Regions from separate parts of the Urocitellus parryii genome. Here region 2 is linked to region 1. The links are chromatin contacts, called in public Hi-C maps. All regions are on one chromosome and are shown on one strand. Each heading gives the region's core, a stretch centred on a gene start, on an enhancer-like site or on the middle of the called end of the contact. The rest is flanking DNA. Distances are from core to core; before and after follow the strand shown.

The links. Hi-C and Micro-C count contacts between places; a contact is called where the count stands out from the background.
Region 2: a Hi-C map of muscle shows a contact between it and region 1, with 9 times the contacts expected there. The contact joins the promoter of Tor3a here to the promoter of Axdnd1 in region 1. A contact is called at or near these places in 2 of 2 Hi-C or Micro-C datasets (liver and muscle).

Annotation. Positions count from the first base shown.
Region 1 is chr9:134,848,367-134,853,655 of mUroPar1.hap1, forward strand. Axdnd1 (axonemal dynein light chain domain containing 1) reads right to left here and starts at 1,981. Exons shown (of 24, transcript XM_026388475.2): 1 at 1,888-1,981; 2 at 1-115. The coding sequence starts at 1,981. It overlaps LOC144256900 (a long non-coding RNA gene), which reads left to right and starts at 2,867. Exons shown (of 3, transcript XR_013344307.1): 1 at 2,867-3,115.
Region 2 is chr9:135,112,201-135,117,489 of mUroPar1.hap1, forward strand. It overlaps Tor3a (torsin family 3 member A), which reads right to left and starts at 2,988. Exons shown (of 6, transcript XM_026388473.2): 1 at 2,748-2,988; 2 at 2,137-2,250. The coding sequence starts at 2,988.

The DNA of each region.
Region 1 (5,289 bases), core at 731-3,230:
GCTGCATAGGTCAGAGAAAGCAGAATCTCCTCGGGGATGAACTCATTCTGAAGGGAAGTAGGAAGGGGTTTGGAATGACCCACCATACTTTTTTGCTCCCTTAGTTCAGGAAGTCCTAAGAATGAAAAAGGAAAGAAAAGCTCTTATTCTAAGTTTTTGGATGGGGCTTCCCACACTGCCTCATAATTCTCATCTGTATTTTCCTAATAGAGAGAAACATTGCTTCTGATTGAAAAGGATAGTAACAAATAATATTTAAAACACCAAAGATTATCTGGTCAAAATAAATGTATTACCTACCCTACTCACATCAAACAACAGGTTCAAAACCTCATATACAAAGCTGAACCTGAATAGTCCAAGCTGAAAATTAACTCACTTCACTTAACTGGGAGAGCTTTAAGATGATGGGAATCAACTATTTTCCCTTTGATATGCAAATAAAACAAGAAATCTTTCTTCAATCTGTCAGATTATTTATAATTTCTCTCAAGTAAATTCAAAGGTAAAACGACTGTATTAAATTGAGGATGGGGGCTGGGGTTGTAGCTCAGTGATAGTGTTTGCCTCTCACATGTGAGATACTGGGTTAGATCCTCAGCACCAAGTAAACATAAATAAATAAAGGATCGTGTCCATCTACAATTAAAAAATATTTTTAAAATTGAGGATGGAAGGGATCTGAGTGGAGTTTAAAAGTAAAAGTAGGGGTTGGGAAAACAGTTCCGAGTACTTACCTAGCATGTATAAGTCTTTGGATTGGATCTCTGGCACACACACACAAAGTAAAAGCAGAAGTAGGATTGTTGGAAATGAAAAGTGGAATAATCTCAGCAAGCTGATAGAATAAGAACTGTGAAGAGTATTCTCCTCAGCTTGATTAGCACACAGAAGTAAAAAACATGGGTAGTAGGGCTAATTCAGGAAAAAGGCTTCCAGGAAATCAGTCAAGTAGTTTGGTAGTCACTGTTCATAACTTTTAGTAAAGAAGTACTATGTTTTCATCACCATCAAAACTTTTTTAAGATTTATACTACCAAGTCTCTCTCAAGGGTTTGGTATAGAATATCAGAAGAAATAGGGGGGAAACAAAAAGGTTAGGTGGGACTTCAGCAGAATCTCTCCCAACAACTCCTGAAGGTGAGACTGGAGAAAGTGTTATCCTAATAGGGTGAGGATGCTTTTAGCAATTTTTGTTTATTTTTTTATCTTTTTTTTTTTTTTTGTAGTTGTAGATGGACAGCATGACTTTATTTTATTTATTTTTATGTGGTGCTGAGGATTGAACCCAGTGCCTCAGGCATGCTCCTAAAGTATCTATCACTGAGCTATAGCCCCAGCCCAGCAATTTTTATTCTAGTGTAGATCTGCATTCATCTAAGAATGAAAAGCTCACAGAATCGCTCTCATTTAGAAAAATATTAAAACTTGATACAAATACATAATTTGTATGATTTGCATGTGTCTGTCTTATCTCCATTATTCTTTTTAAGTGCCTTAATGTCAGAGAGCAACTACCAAAAAAGATGCCATTGTATTTAAAACAGGAGGGTGAATTTTTAAAACAATATAAAACTCATCAGCATTTGGAAAAAGTATAAACATAGCCTTTAGGTGGAGTAATTAAACAGGGCTGGTTCTAAACTACTATAAAAGAAAATGGCTTTTGGTTTTACTTGAACGAGTGTCAGAAAAACAGCTCTAGTGCCCACTGAGGATCATTTGATCATTTGATCATCAGAGACCAGCTTTGATAACACAGGGAGACCCTGGGCTCAGAGGAAGGGAGGGGAAAAGGGTAGGGGAAAACGTCTGATGAAAAATGGCGAATGGAAGGTGATTTCTGTCAATGATCGCGATTATGTTGGCGGGATCCTTCAAGTTTACCTCCGGTCTCCTCCTTGACTACAGAGACTCTTGACTTTTTGGCCTCAGATGATAAGGAGTTCAGAGATGCGGACGGTGTTTTCTGAAGAGACATAGTTTTTTAAAAAAAGGGGAGAGGGCGCGCGCGAGCGAGCCTCCTATCGTTCTTTAGTAATTTGAAATATTCCTCAAATTAATTTAAAAGTAAATCGGCCGTCGTACCAGGACTTTCAGGCTGTCACATTGTCCTGTAGGCAAAAGAAACGAACAACAAAAAAAAAAAAAAGAGAGAGATCTATTACGTGCTTGTGTTCATTTCGGAGTTGGAATCCACCTGGCAGTGTTCCCCTTCTTGGGGGGGGGGGGACCCCGAGGTTCTCTAGGGTCCTCTAACGTGACTGAGAAGCCAGCGAGTGTGGGAGGGTCGGGGAAGGACACGCTAGCCCCACCACAGCCGGCCCGCCCGCCCGCAGCCCTGTGGGCGCCGCCCGCTCGTGTCCCCAGCTTCCCCAAAACAGTGCCCCTCGCGCAGGACAGCGCCACGGTCTCGAATGTCAGGCACGGCTCGCAGCGTTTCTCCACTAAAAACCACAGGAAAGGACACCTGTGAGCTGTACCGGCAAATTGGGTTTCCCGCCAGGCCTTCGGCCACCCGGTCCTCCCCTGGAACGCCTGCGCATCGTCATGGAAACCCAGGACCCCGCTCCTTAGCAACCCTCAATCGGGACTGCCTTCGGAGGTGCCGGCGGAGGAGGAAACAGCCGGAAAACCGTCCCTTATACTCTCCCGGAGCTTCAGTGCAAGTCACAGCATAGATTCACTAACAATTAAGAACAAAAGTGTTTAATCGAGCTGTTGTCACGGAATCCGACAGCGTCTCTGCACCGGCCTAACGTCCGCGGACCGGGCTAGTGCGCAGGCGTCAGTCGGGCGGGCGCTCGCTCCCAAACGACCTCCTTGGGCCGCGCCGGAAACGAGCCAGGGTGGTTTCCGGCGCTGTCTCCATTCTGTCTTGTTTTGCATATTTTTTTTAAAAAGCTAAGCTCGGGAAAATTGGATAGCCGGAAACTCTAGGTTCCTATCCGTCGGGGTTTTCTTGCTAAAGCTGTCTGGCCCCTGGCATTTGTAACCCCGTCTTCTGTGGACGCGTGGCCTTTCCCAGAGCACGCGCAAGGCTTTCCTGTGTCCATTTTCCTTTTTTCTTTTGTGAAGACAAAGGAGTGCTGCACTTTATAAGGAGCCAACCCAGGTAAAATAGTTTTAAAAACCCAACTTTTGCCGGGCTTCGTGGCGCACACCTGTAAACCCAGCCACTCCGGAGGTTGAGGCAGAAGGATCGCAAGTTCGATGCCAGCCTCAGCAAGTTAGCGAGGCTCTAAGCAATTTATTATAGAGTTCCCGTCTCAAATGTAAAAAGGGCTGGGGATGTGGTTAAGCACTCCTGGGTTCAATCCCCAGTACAAACAAAACTAAACACAAGTTTTCTCGCTTAAAAACCTGCTCTCAGGACAGACTCTTCTCGGCTCCTACCTACCTACCAACCAGGGGCCATTTGTATTAAAGCGGGGATTCAGTGATGAATAATGAATGCGCGTGGAGACAAGGTCTAGATAACTTTGAGAAGGAAAGAAAACTTTATTGTATTCAGTCGTCATATTCCTTACAGTGCCTGCACAATGCCTTCAGTGTGCGCTTTGATAACACAAAACAGTTATCCAACCGATTAATAAAATTAAGGCTCTGGTTTCCAGAGTAACAGAAATATGGGCAGAGGATTCAAAACCAGAAACATAGTCACTTTTAACTCTTCTAGTCTGACATCTTGGTTGTCTGCGCATTTTAGCCTGCAGCCGTATCTCCCCTATCCCCCTAATTTTTCTTTTTCAAATAATTAAAATACACAAAAACAGCATCATAGAACATGTATAGTTCATGTTAAGGATTGGCAACCATCAAAACAAGTGACAGGTTAGAAGCCAGGCAAGCACAAGTAGGCAAGGGTAATTCCCCCCAAAGCTTGCCTCTTTTATCTTCACTGTGTCACTTAGTTTGGAGCCATAGCCACCATAGTAGGGAAATCAGAGGTCCCAAAGAAGTGTCATCTACTATATGGCTAATCAAGTCTTTAGGTACTAGAAGGAAGTAATCCATCATTTATGTTTTTTTTTTTTTAATTGGAAGACAAAGGGTTTCTCCACCTACAACACTTTTTTTAAAGAGAGAATTTTAATATTTATTTTTTAGTTTTTGGCGGACACAAAACTTTGTATGTGGTGCTGAGGATCAAACCCGGGCCGCACGCGTGCCAGGCGAGGGCTATTGCTTGAGCCACATCCCCAGCCCCATCATTTATGTTCTTAACCCAGTTTGAAAAAATTTTAGTAGTACTGATAGTGGAACAAATAAATGAACACGTTCAAAAAATACATAGAAAGTAAAATCTGTGGGATCTGGAAAATGATTGGATCTGTAGTGTGAAGAAAATGACATCAAAGGCTGTTCAGTTATTTGTCTTCTCTTTTGGCTATAGACAATAGTTGCCTAAGATTAGGATGAAAAGCACTTATGTATTCAATATTAACTATTTTGTATATCATAAGAAGTTACTTTTAAAACAGACTAGATTTTTTCCAAATATATTTATTTACCACATTCTTCACATATGCAGTATTTTTCCATCTTGTGTGCAGATATATATTTTAAAGTTTAAAACATGAGATTAATGTTAATACAATGCATACTAAAAGTTATCACACAATGATTAGACAAACAAGGACTTGCAAGGAGAGGAAGGAAGAATAATTCAGGAAAAGAGCAAACAAGAATTAGAAAAAATGTCTTTAATTATAGAAAATCCTTTTAAAAACAACTTTGGGTTTCTGTGACCTTCTGCTTATCTCAGAACACTACGGATGAGTGCCTAAAATGGAGAGGTTCAGAGAGAACGCAGCTGCACTGGCCCAAATGAGAGAAGCTTAACCCCGGGCTCATTTCCATCCAAGAATTGGCACACTGGCACAAGAAAATTCAAATTATATTTCTGAATAACTAGATGCATGAACTGCCCGCTTCAACAGGTTTTAAAAACAAAGTACAGCTACCACTTCATCAAGACAAAATTCCACTAGCTTGAAGGTCAGCACTCCATTGGAAAAGGCAGAAATGTCAACGTAATAATGTAAAAATAAGGATCAACATTTAGGAAAAAGGAAGACATAAAAAAAATAAAATAAAAAAAGGAAGACAGGCAGTATTAGATTAAAAAAAAAAAAAACGATCCCTTCCAATATTAATCCATTCTTTTTCTCAAGTCCAAATTCCCTGTTAATTTCTTGCTGGGTGCAGTAGTGCATACCTGTAGTCCCAGCTACGGAGGAAACTAAGGCAGGAAGATGGCTTGAGACCAGGAGTTCAAGTCACCTA
Region 2 (5,289 bases), core at 1,738-4,237, 260 kb after region 1:
AGGAGGCCACAGTGAGAGGCACACAGGGGCATGACTCCTGCAGGTAGGGGTGTGGTCAGCCAAGCATCTCTGGTCATTCCTAAGGTGGATCACTGATTCATGCCATTTGGCCTTAGGGGGCAGACCTTGCAGCAGAATGGATTCAAGGGCCATTTTCTGAAGTTTGAGAAATCAAGATTGAACTCAGGGAGAGAACAGAATCACCCTTTCTGAAGACATCCCAGATGTGGGCACAGACCAGTTTGGAGGAAGGACCCTGCCCGCACCCTAGGCTGCCCCCATTCTTTATCTTCAGGCCTCCTGGAAAGCTTTATGGAGAAACCTCAGTTTATTCATTCTATTTCAATTCAGCAAACTCTTTGTCCATAATGCCGGCTGGGAACACAGCCCTGCGCTGGGCATCCTGGTGGAGGTGAGGTGTGCTGCCAGCTGGCCTGAGGCACTGCCATTCTGAGTTCTGGATCAACTGGTTTGGCACCTTGAGCCAACCAGGTCAAGGTCTACTGGAAGTATCACATCACTTCAAAACTAGTAGTGTCACAGGAGGGAAAATTAACTTCTACTGCTATTTTTCCTGTATTCAAAACTGTGCTGTTTTATATTTGATTTTCACAGTAATTCTGTAAGGCACGTACTATTATTCCCCCTTTAAAGTGGAGGAAACAGACTTGGGAAGGACTGTCCAAAATTTGCCGGCACAGGTGTTTCTGATTCCCTAGCAGAACAATCTGGACTCCCAGACCTTTCAGAGAGGTAACCTGCCGACTCACATCTAAAGTCTTATTCTGATCAGCAGAAATCCAAATTCACACTCCCTGATCTCTGTGCAGTCTGGTATTCGGTCTTGTGCCAGGCCATGTCCCTAGACATACTGTGTCACTGGCACTTCTTCCAATTAAGTGGCCTAATATCTAGGGTGGGTCTCATTTCTGGAGATGGAAATGCTGGGATCAGGGAAACTCTAGGCAGGAAACTACTCCTGGGGAAAAGAGGGAACTTCTGCAAACCACCAATGCAGCAGTCCCTTAACAGGCTAGACTAAGAATTGCCCTCTGAGAGTTAAATGCAAATCCCTTTAGTATGCAAATAAAGTCACCTGAACTGAATAAAACATCCAAGAGAGGAAGATTACTTAGCAGAACTTCACATGCAGTTGAACTTGAAGGAGAACATTTGCAGGCACATGGGTAGAACAGTTTTCAATCCATGTGATCGCTAATATGGATTCGTTTATAATGAGAAACCATCTCCTATTTCTGTCAGCTGCTGACACATCGTCACTGATCCAAAATAAACTGGAAACCCAAGTTGTTTCCCCCAGACATTTATTGGCTAAAGGTTAGAAAGGGACACTTGGAATCACAACACAATTCTGATTGGTTCTCTTGCTTGAACCTCTGCGAGGTTACTATTATTGTTCAGAGAAGCAAGGTGCTCTGGGCCTGACTCTCCCAAGGGTCACAGATATGTTGTATTAAGGGTTAATCCCAGCAAAACTCCTAGCACCATGCTTAGTATATAGTTGGAGCTCCATAGACATTAGCTTCTCTTTTTCCTAGGACCAATTCCCATGGTAGAACATGGTGAGAGATGGCAAATAGGCAGAGGACAATCTTCAGTCTCAACAAGGGACCGCCAGTGGCATTCAGCAGCCTGGCCTACCCTGGTAGTGTCCCTTCCTCCCGTCTTAAGTCTGGTATGACATGGTCATGGTATTCCCATGGATTCCAACAAGCTGAGCCATGAAACAATAGGTAAAAAAGGGACTTCTCCTTGATTCAAGTAACAGTGTCACTCACTGGGTTCCATCTTCAGTACAACACAAACAAAAAACCCACAGAGAATAGAAGTGCTCTGGCCTCTGTGTTTAAATGAGTGAATGCAAAATCCATTAAGGACACCACTAATGTTGGTCTCACATTGTTCCCATTTTGGAGGGTGTTATTTCTGGAAAGCCTAGTAGTTTCATGTCTTGTCCAAAGAAGATTCTCAAATAACTGCAGACCTGAGTGCAATTTCAGTGTGACAATTCCTGCATTAGGGGAGTTGCACCCCAGTAGTGACCTCGCCTCCCCCCGCCCCCCCCCCCCCCGCCCCCGTACATCCCTGACTTTGGAAACCAAGCCTGGGTCCAACCTGGAAAGTTGTTGGAGATCCTGCAGTCCCCGCCACTGCAGCAGTCCTGGAAGCCACAGTACCACGTAGTGAGGATATCCAGGTACCGTTGACCCAAACCAGGGAGGCTCCAGCCTGGAAAAAGAGGGGCTGTGAGACAAGGACAAGAGCCTTTGGCCCACGGCAGTGAACAGAGAAGCGACAGCCATACCACGCCATTTGTTAATGACAACGCCAGAACCCAAACTCGAGTCCCCACGCCCCCTGCCCAGGTTCCGCCCACTGCACGTGCTCCAGCGCGTCTCCGCGAGCAGCTGGGGAGGAGAGGTTCCGGGGCTGGAGGGCAGTCACCAGCTGCGTCCGCGGCGGACCTTCCTTAAAGTCCCCAGAAGGCGGGAAAGGGCAGCACCCTGGGCTTGCGGGGCGGGCTGGAGACCGCGCAGGACGCGGCGGAGGCGGGTCTGGAGGCGCAGGGACCGGGTGGGGCGGCGGGCGGCCCCTGCCCCCAGCCGCGAGCCACAGGCTGGCGAGCCCGGCGCTGGCCGATGGGGCAGCCGGGTGCCGCGAGGAGGGGCACCCCGCGCCCGGAGCGGCAGGTGGCCCCGGCGGTCGGCCGCGCGGACGGCGCTTACCCCCGGGCCCCGCGGCGGCGTCGGCCTCGTCACAGTCGTCGGGCCACAGCTGGCAGCTGAAGAGCGTCCAGTACCGCCTGGAGAGGGCTCCGGCCGCCCGCAGCCAGGCCCTCGCCGAGCCCGGCTCGTCCGTCCCCTCCCACGGCCTCTCGAAGCCGCCGTGCCCAGGTGCGGCGGCGAGCGGCAGCAGCAGCAGGAGGCCGAGGCCGAGGCCGAGCGGGGGCCGCGGGCCGCGGGGCATGGCCGGGCTCTGCCGCCTCCCGCCGCGGCCGCTGCGGCTCTTTAAGGCCCGGGCGGGGCCGTGAGGCGGGCGTGGGCCCGGGGTGGGTGTTGCCACGGCGACCGCCGCCCGGCTGCCTGCTCTCTCAACCCGTGACCCGGGCGGGAAACCGAAACCGGGCTGGTGTCCCGGGATGGCGTCCTGAGGCCGACTTCAGGTCCTGTCCACCCCGACAGCTTCCAGGGTAGTCTATTTCTGGGGCACGATTGCGGTTGCAAAGGCGGTGACACCAGGCCTTGAAATGCCCACTGTCAATCATTCTCTTATTATTTTCGGGTAGCTCTGTTGGTCCATCTGAGGTCTACCAAATAAGGACACACTTTCGTGCATGGCCCCTTGTCTACAGTCAACTTCCTGCCAAACTATTAGAGGCAGCTGGGGATACCCTCTCAGCCAGGGGAGTCAACTGAGCAGAGGCCCTGGGAAGAACGTGCAGGCGGAGGGGGCCCTTGATCCTCTGCAGAGGGAAATGAAACACTGCAGCAAATAACCAGCAGGCTTCCACCAAAAACAAGAGGAAGCTAAAGGTTTCAAGTTTGGAGCTATTTGGGGTTTGGAAACCACCCTCCAAGTTCTGGGGAAATCATGAGGTCTCCTGTTGAGTAATTATATCTCATGAAAAAGAAGGCTACAAGCTCTGTGCACTCTCAGCTAGGTTTGTAACTTTCAAGTGTTTGTGACTATGAGCAGCCATCAGACACCACCAGCATGCCTTTGAGGGCCTCTTTCCCTTGGATTTCCTTCTTCATAATATGAAGCACAGGACAGATTGTTTTAAATTTCAGAAGAGCCTAAAGCAGTTTTCAGAGTTATCTTGTCCTCATTGGAAACCACTCTAGAGTCAGATCAAGGGACCCACCTGGCCACTATCTTGTTTGGTGACTTTGAGGCTGGGCTCTCCAGTTGGTCAATGAATCTGAGCACCAGACCTTGCAAACATCACAAACTGCCCCCTCGGTTCATGCCAATCTTAGATCACACTCAATGCCAGGTCTGCTCCAATCTCAACAGCTCACCAAATTTACCTTTTTATTCAAATAGCCACAGAGGCCAGATAAGCACCTTTGTCAGGACACCATGAAAACTCAGTTGACAAGCAAAGTTATGTATTTTGTGTCTCACAGTGATGTCAAAAGGGAACCTAAACTTTTCACAGAGCAGCAGTTAAAGCCACCAGTACAGCATGACTTACTTGGAAAAACCAAGTAGAATCATTCAGAGGACAGCTAACTTGACCCACCACACTATAGTTTTGGATTTTTTTTTTTTTTTTTTTTTTTTTTTGGTGGTGATGGTGCTGGGGATAGAACCCAAGGCAAGCACTCTACCAACTGAGTTACATCCCCAGTCTTATAGTTTGGATCTTAAGTGCCACCCCAAGACCCACATGGTAGAGAACTGGTCCTCAGCTTGGTGCTATTGGGAGGTAGTTGGAGGCCAGTGGGACGTCTTTGAATAACTGGACATGACCAAAGGGACTATGGGATCCTGTTTTCTTCCTTTTTTGCTCCCTGACCATGAAGTGGGCAGTTCTGCTCTGCCACATATTCCTGCCATGATGCACTGCTTCCTTCTTACCCCAACCAGAGGCCTAAAAGCAATGGGTCTGCCTGACCATGGATAGAATCTCCCACACCATGAGCCAAAATAAATTTTCCTTTATAATTATCTCAGGTATTTGTTATAGTGGCAAGGAGCTAATATATCTTTCTGCTTATTTGAAAACTAAAAACATTAACTCATTCAGCAAATATTGTTTTGAGCATGAAAGGCAATTTAGCATAGTGAATAACTCAACAGGTTCTACCACTTTCTATTTGTGTAACTTCAATTTCCCCACTCATAAAACAGTCATGGGAATGCTGCTAAGATTAAATGAGCTAATTTGAGTGCATCATAAACACTCAATACTTTATTTTCATACATATTTGTTTATATGATATATAAAATAGACTACTGGAGGAAGCTTGCTTGCCATTAGTTAATATTGATATTTATAGGTGAATTTATGGTAATAAAATTACTAATAACAGGGCTGGGGTGAAGCTCATGGTAGAGAGTCTGCTTAGCATGCATAAAGCTCTGGGTTCAATCTCTTGTACTTATTCTCAAATTATGATAACAAACCAGTGGCCCTCAGCTGTAATCCCAGTGGCTTGGGAGGCTGAGGAGAAGCATCTCAAGTTCAAAGCCAGCCTGAGCAATTTAGTGAGGCCCTAAAGAAACTTAGTAAGAGACTGTCTCAAAATTAAAAAAAAAATA